Regions from separate parts of the Mus musculus genome. Here region 2 is linked to region 1. A link is a contact called in public promoter capture Hi-C data. All regions are on one chromosome and are shown on one strand. Each heading gives the region's core, a stretch centred on a gene start, on an enhancer-like site or on the middle of the called end of the contact. The rest is flanking DNA. Distances are from core to core; before and after follow the strand shown.

Region 1 (3,856 bases), core at 1,052-3,551:
GCATGAGTTTATGTGCACCGCACACATAAAAGTCCCAAGGGAGGCCAGTGGGTGCCCAGGAGTTGGAGTTCCAGACCACTGTGGGCCCCATGTGGGAGCCCTGACCTTTGCAGCAGTCAGAGCCATCCCTCCAGCCTCAGTATGTCTTCTTGTTTCTGATTTCTTTGGTTTTGTGGATGCTCATCTTTGCTTTTATTTTTTAATTTATTTTTAAGTTTGTGTGTGCGTGTGCATGTGTGCTTTTTTTACCATGTGTGTGCTGTGCCCTCAGAGGTCAGAAGAGGGCATCAGATTCCCTGCAGCTGAAGTTACAGCTGGTTGTGAGCTGCCATGTGGGTGCTGAGATCTGATCTTGTGTCCTCAGCAAGAGCAGCCAGTGCTCTTCTCTGCTGAGACGGCTCTCTGCCCCTCATCTCTGCTTTGATTTCTGTCTGTAGTTTTTCCTTTCTATTACCGAGTAGAGGTCTGCTGTTAGAACTGACCACATATTCTCCACAGGGCACTCTCCTATGGAGCTGCCTGCAAGTTGTGCAGGGGACTTCACGGATGCAGCTTTTGTGAGTCACTGTCTATATAGGGGTGGGCTGTGTGTGTGTGTGTGTGTGTGTGTGTATGTGTGTGTGTGTGTGTGTGTAGCTGCCTCTGGGTCACCGGGTACCTGTAAGTTACTCTTCTCCCATGATCCTGTTCACCAGAGAAAGGGAAAGAGAAACCTTGCCAGCCAGATCACTGGGCCTCCCAGTAAAGGCCTGTTGGAGCCAAGGATGTAAAGCTGGTGGGGAGACATACGAAGAAAACTGTTGCTTTCGCTTATATAGCTGTGGGGTGAACTGGCATGGCCAAGGCCCCAGGGGCAGATGTAAACTCAGTGCAGGCAGAGGACACAGTGACTCCCCTTCCTCAGACAAGCCTCCTCTTGCTATTAAGGCTTCCCAGCTGTGGACAACTCAGCCTGATTGTCCAGGATCATCTCTCTTACTTAACATCATCTGGTTACAGATTTAATCACATCCACAAAATACCTCCACAGATACCTGGGTATTTGGCTGAATAGCAGGGCACTATAACCTAAACACTCAAAACTGGTCACTACTACTATCTAAAGGGAATTTTCCCTTATTCCACTAACAAATGGGTGCACGTAGAGAAACTCCGTGATTACCTTAATATGTTTGCCTAGAAGGAGGCAAAAGCTGCACCCAGCATCTACTTCATTGTGTCCAGGCAGATGCTGGGGTGTCCTGTCCCACCCCTCTGTGGTCCCCTTTGAAGTGCAAGGGCTTGCACACTCATCTCAGGAGGACAGAAGAGCTGGTCTCAAATGTCCAGGAGCTTGTGTTCTCCACAGAATGCAGAAAACTCAGTCTTCTATAAGCAAGAGAACCCACAATGGTTGCTGAGACTTAAGCCTCAGACTCCCACACTTTTCTGAAATGTCACATAAGGGGGCAGCAAATTTGGAAAATCCAGTAGTTTGTGAAAGAAAGATACTTTTCTAAGTTAGAAAAAAATCCTTTCTACCTGACACTAAATATAAAAATTAAAAAATATTTTAAGAATAACTGAGCTACCCATAACTTTCTTGTGTGTGTTCAGTGTCCCTAAATTTCCTTTAGAATACAAAGATTGCTCAAAAGGAGAGGTGAAATCTGGATAAAGCACTGTGCACTCCTCTAGGTGCCAGATAGGTCCTCACAGCTCTGTGTTCCATCTGGTAACACCAGGGCTACTGCCCAGAGCAAAGAACCTCACCAACCGGGTTTACACAAGCAGAAAGAGCAAAGCCATTGACTGACCACAGTCTGTGGGGACACCTTGGGTAGGTGGATCATCTCACAATTTGGAGTACTCTGCACACACTATGGGAAGAAATAAAGAAAAACCAGCTAACTCATGATGCATGCAAGCAAGAGAAAGTAACTGGGTGTCGAAGTTGGAGGGGCACCAGGAAAGAAATAAATTCGGGGGGGGGAGGCTTTCTGAACAGTGCAGCCCAGACAGTTATGAAGAACAATATTATTGTGGGTGAGTTCGCCTGTCCATGTTCAGAAATCCCCTCCTCTCTTGCCATCTGTGCACATAAGCACAAGAGAAAGAGTCTGACTTAGAACCCACTTCTTCCCAGGCACTCTCTCGGGTCTACTCTGAGTAGAGCCTGCAGCAGGTTCAGGGAGTTCCCCTAGCCTCTTCCAGGCCTCCTAATACAAAGTCTGCAGCTGGCAACTTTGACGTCATCACAAGAGAATTTTCTGATTGGTTCTGGCGAGTTTGGTTTGGGTGTGTGATCTCCTTGGCTGGATCCTCACAATCTCTTGAAGACTCAGGAGAGCAGCTTCAGAGACCTCCCAGAGACCAGGATGCCGCGCAGCAGAGCTCTGATTCTGGGGGTCCTCGCCCTGACCACCATGCTCAGCCTCTGTGGAGGTGAAGACGACATTGAGGGTGAGTTGTGCAGCTGAGGGATGCCTGGAGCCGGGCAATGGGAAACCCACAGAAGAGGGAGATACAAATTCTCAATATGAAGAGGTCTAACAACTGTGTGATCCATTCTTCAGGAGGCTCTGGTTGGTCAGCTCACAATCCACCAAACCATGATTCTACTAGTGGGCCCAGTGAGGGAAGGAAGAAATTGGGAATTGGGAGTGTTTCCCACGAATAAATGATTTTCATTACTGAAAATCTAATTTCCATAATTACTATGACTCTAAAATTTCTGTGAGTTTCTGAAGCCTTTGTACCTGTAGTGTACTCTGAGGAAAACCTTTCCGTGAATCATGTTCACAAATATACAGCAAATGCTTCCCTTGTGTGGTGGTTTCCACACACCTTTTTCAAGCTAGGAGCTGGCCCTGGTGGGAAGTGAGAGAAGGAGGTCACTATTTTACCCGACGATCTTAGTGGTTTTGGATTTCCTCACGTGTCAACTCACAAGTGACAAGTCAAATAAATATGTAGATGTGCTTTAAAAATAGTGAAGGCAACGCTGGGTGGGCCTGGCAGTGCTTGGCAGTAACTACGGTGCTAAGGTGCCCAAGCAGGAGGATTGTGAGTTCAAGGATAGCCTGATCCCCTAGTGAGATCATGTCTCAAGAATGTATCCATTCATTAGTAAATGCTTTAAATGCCATCTTCCTCTTTCTTTCCATTATAGATACCATTGAACATTTTTGTAACAAAGTAAGGAATGTGAGCTGCCTGTTCTATAGGCCATTTATACCCCATGAAGTTCTGTAACAACCCAGGCAAGCACAAGCTACAGGAGCCTGTGGCCTTCCTCCTGAGCTGCCCACCTCCCTCCACACTCTGCCGACATTCCATGTCCTCTGTCATATCTCTCCTTAACTCCACGCTGTTTTACAGGCGTGAATAGGAGCTTGTGTAAAATAGCAGTTGAAAAGTCAAATGTCTGAAACAGGAAGTGAAAGGGGTTGAGCGTCCTTGCAAAGAGTGGCTGCTCTCTTTCCAGCTTTGGCAGGAGATGGAAGTCTCACCTATCCCTCATGGAGGGTGGGTGGGGGTGGTGGCTTCTTTGTCCCCAATTTCTTCAGTGTCACACTAGGGCACCTTAATCTGGTGTGAGCGGGCACAGTGGGCACAGTTCTGAGGAACATATAACTGAAGGGCTACATGAAAATATCCCTACTTCTTTTTAATTTAGAAAAAAGTGAAAGTTTCAAGATCTAAGAAAATGCTTTGACTTTAATTTAGCCTGTGTTACATTTTCTTATATATAGAATATGACCTTCAATATTTTCATCTAGGAAGAGCCCAAAAGCTAAGTGCATGGGACATACCGGTCCCAATGCAGCCCAGGTCATCCCTGACAGTGACTTTCACAAGGTTCTGCAGCCTTCCC
Region 2 (3,601 bases), core at 724-3,223, 740 kb before region 1:
CGTCACTGGCTAGCACTGGGACCCAGCTGCCCCCACGTCTTTGTAGCCACCAACTTCCTGAGCCTTGTTCAGCTGCAGCTGCTGCCGCAAGGACCCCTGGTGCAGTATTTGGTGAGGAAGTCACTCTGCCCATGGCCTTTCCCTCTTCTCAGCCCCAGGGCACTGAAGGCACAGGGTCCTTGTTTGTTCTCTTTACAGACCATGGAGACTTGTGAGGATGGGGAAGACCTTGTCTTCTTCTACCAGCTTTGCCAAGGCGTCGCCAGTGCCAGCCACGCCTCCCACACAGCGGCCCAGGCTGGGCTTCCTGACCCACTCATTGCTCGTGGCAAAGAGGTAATGAGCACCACCCCACCTCGGGCCCCCTCAAGTACACTGCTCCTCTTGCTAAGTTTAAGATTGACTTATCTTATGCATATGAGTGTTTTCCTTGAATTTATATAAATACACCACATGTGCCTGGTGTCTGTGGAGGTCAGAAAATGACATCAATCTCAGGACACTGGAGTTACAGATGGTTTGTGAGCTGCCAGTGGGTGCTGGGAATTGAACCCAGGTTCTCTGAGAGAGCAGTCAGTGCTCTTAGCTGCTGAGGCATCTCTGCACCCTCTTTCCTGTTCCTCTTGAAACTCTGGACTTGTAGGCCCACAGGACTTCTGACCCTCATTTCCCCTCTTCCCTAACGTCCTCACCCCATCCTCCCTGTGCCTCTGTGCTAGGTCTCAGACTTGATCCGCAGTGGGAAACCCATCAAGGCCACGAATGAGCTTCTGAGGAGGAACCAAATGGAAAAGTGAGTGGGGCCTGCCATGCTCCCCACAGCTCCTGTGTTCTCCCTCACCTGGCCCCAGCCATCTTTCTGCAGCCCCGTGCTCTCTTCCTCCTCCTCCTCCTCCTCCTTCTCCTCACCAAGTCAGGTGTGGCACGGGCACGTGCCTGTAAGCCTGGTGTTCAAGGCCAGCCTGAGCTACATAGCAAGACCTTGTCAGAAAACGACAAACAAAACCAACTCAGTATCCATGGCTGCTTTTGAAACGCTTGGCTCTCCAAGGCTGCAGTTTCCCGCACAGACCCTCCCCTCTGTCTGCATAGGGAGTTGGCGACCCAGCAGCCACACTGTTCTGTCTCTCCTGCAGCTGCCAGGCACTGGTGGATACGTTTCTAAAACTGGACTTGGAGGATCCCACCCTGGACCTGGACATTTTCATTAGTCAGGAAGTGCTGCCCGCTGCTCCCACCATCCTCTGAGAGTCCTCCCTCGCCTCCCAGCTACCTGAGCCCCGGGGCCTACCATGCCTTTTCGGGTTTTTTTTTTTCCCTTACTGCAGAGTTCTCAGTTTGCACATTGTGTCTTGTGCTAGGAATAAAGCTTATTTTAGATCAAGGTGTTTCCTTAGGTCACCCAACAGGACATCAGCTGGGACAGGGGGAAGTCACTCAAATATAGTGACAGTTGGGCTGGGCAGATGCTCAGTGATTAGAGGCACTGACTGCTCTTGCAGAGAAAGTGGCTTTGGTTCCAAGAACCACATGGTGGGTCACATCTGTGTGTCACTCCAGTTCCAAGGGATCTTACACCCTCTTCTAGTCTCAGGGGCTCTGGGACACATGGAATACACATAAGCTCATGGACACACACATACACATAAACTAACAAGTAGATAATTACATTTAGTCAGGAATGGTGGTATAAATAAATAAATGCAGGTACGATGGTGCAGACCTTTAATTCTACCACTGGGAAGACAAAGGCAGGTGGAGCTCTGAGTTTGAGGCCAGCCTGGTCTATATAGTGAGTTCCAGGCTAGCTAGGCTACACAGGGAGACCCTGACTCTAAATAAAACTTTAAATAAATTTAGATTCTGTCCTTGGGACTCAATGAGGACAAGCTACTTCCAACAGACTATACAAAACAAAAACCACAAAAACAAAAATGAAGGTTGACACACAGTTTAAGGGAAGCTATCTGTTGCCTTAAGAATTATCCTGGCCTCACAGGCTGAAAGACAAGGCAGGATGGGTAGAAGATGGGTTGGGGAGGGACCAGCCCCGGCTCCGCCCTTCCTACTTTAGAGCCATGGAGAGCCCAGGTCCTGGTGGGCCACCCCTGGTGCAAGCGCCCTACACTGTTCTGCTGCTACCACTGGGGACAAGCCGCCAAGACCCAGGAGCCCAGAACTTCTTCCTCTGGGTGAGTGCGAGACCAACTCAGTCTTGGGACATCCCCTCCCATGATGTACCCTGCATATATTTCCTCTCAACTGAGGACCCACAGACTTTCCCTCTGTATTCCTTTGTTATTCAAATCCTTAGTGATCAGATAGTGAGCCCTTTAGAGGAGATTGCCATACCTAGGGTCCTGCTGGGAGTGAGTCGTTTTGGCCTGTGTCTCCTCTAAGCCAGCTGCAGATGATGCAGGCTCTGGAGAGGGAACAAGATGCTCTGTGGCAGGGCCTGGAGCTGCTGGAGCATGGCCAGGCCTGGTTCGCAGACCGGCTGAGGGAGACCCAGCAACGGCAGCTGCAGCTGGGGGCCCTTGGCGAGGTAGGGGGCAGCCATCTGTGCACGGGCTGGGGAGGGAGAAGCAGGGAGCACGTGGACCTCAAAGGCTGCTCTGGGAAGGGGAGGGTTAACGGGCAGGGCACATGAACTGGAATAGCATTGGAAATGACAGGACAGCCACCAGTGTTCATTGTGCTGGAAGAAGTGGTCTGCATTCCATTCAGAGGGACTCCATCTGAGCACCCCACAGAGAATCAGAGAGTGGCCTGGGTGTCTCTCACTGGGCGGGGGGGGGGGGGGGGGGAGAAGACCCATAAGGAACAGGAGTGGGGGTGGGGTTCCAGGGTGGGGGTGGGGTTCCAGGTAGTTTGAAAGGAACTGACTGCAATTTTAAGAGATGGAGGTGGAGTGGTGGCCCACGCCTTTAATCCCGGCACTTGGGAGGCAGAGGCAGGCAGATTTCTGAGTTCGAGGCCAGCCTGGTCTACAGAGTGAGTTCCAGGACAGCCAGGGCTACAGAGAAACCCTGTCTCCAAAAACCAAAAAAAAAAAAAGATGGAGGTGGAGAGAGAGGGCTGGCCTTTCCATCTGTCTGGAAGGGTTCTGGGAGAAGGGAATCTGATGAGAAGAGTGGCCCGTGGTGAGGAAGTGGCAGGAGGACCTGTCTCCAGCACTCGGTCACCCTCCAACCCTGCCTAGGACTTTCTGATGGACTTGCATTCAGAGACTGATGCCCCTCTGCTAACCCGGATTCAAAAGGTGAATGCTTGTCTGCACAGTCTGATTCACAAGGTGAGTTTATTAGTTTTAATTTCTAGACTTCGGGGACGGACGGGGCTTTTGGAGTCGTACTGATTTAGCCTCGTCCATATGCACTGGCTGACTCCCACACAGTCCAGGACCAGGAGGGAATGTCAGGGCAAGAGAACTTCTGGTGGCAATGGGTGAACTGACAGGGGTTGAGCCCTGGCTGACAAACCCACAGGGTGGGGGACGGTGCAGGGCAGGGCGGATTCTCTCTCTTTTAGGAGTTGTCAAAGCATCGGAAAGGAGTCACCCAGTCCACGGGAGAGGTGGTCAGCCAGGCTCCCCCAGGGC

The links. Promoter capture Hi-C pulls out the DNA fragments that hold promoters and counts their contacts.
Region 2: a contact with region 1 is called in a promoter capture Hi-C map of neutrophils, with 2.8 times the contacts expected there. The contact joins the promoter of Sapcd1 here to the promoter of H2-Aa in region 1. A contact is called at or near these places in 1 of 39 promoter capture datasets (neutrophils) and 1 of 115 datasets of contacts at active chromatin or transcription factors (bone marrow-derived macrophages).

What each region holds. Positions count from the first base shown.
Region 1 is chr17:34,286,268-34,290,123 of GRCm38.p6, reverse strand. H2-Aa (histocompatibility 2, class II antigen A, alpha) reads left to right here and starts at 2,301. Exons shown (of 5, transcript NM_010378.3): 1 at 2,301-2,442. The coding sequence starts at 2,358.
Region 2 is chr17:35,026,388-35,029,988 of GRCm38.p6, reverse strand. Sapcd1 (suppressor APC domain containing 1) reads left to right here and starts at 1,973. Exons shown (of 4, transcript NM_023893.4): 1 at 1,973-2,192; 2 at 2,405-2,545; 3 at 3,203-3,295; 4 at 3,532-3,601. The coding sequence starts at 2,079. It overlaps Msh5 (mutS homolog 5), which reads left to right. Exons shown (of 25, transcript NM_001146215.2): 22 at 1-111; 23 at 199-336; 24 at 720-793; 25 at 1,137-1,384. The coding sequence ends at 1,248. It overlaps Gm52318 (a long non-coding RNA gene), which reads right to left and starts at 2,441. Exons shown (of 2, transcript XR_003952415.1): 1 at 2,353-2,441; 2 at 1-190. Vwa7 (von Willebrand factor A domain containing 7) reads right to left here. Exons shown (of 17, transcript NM_138582.1): 17 at 3,248-3,601.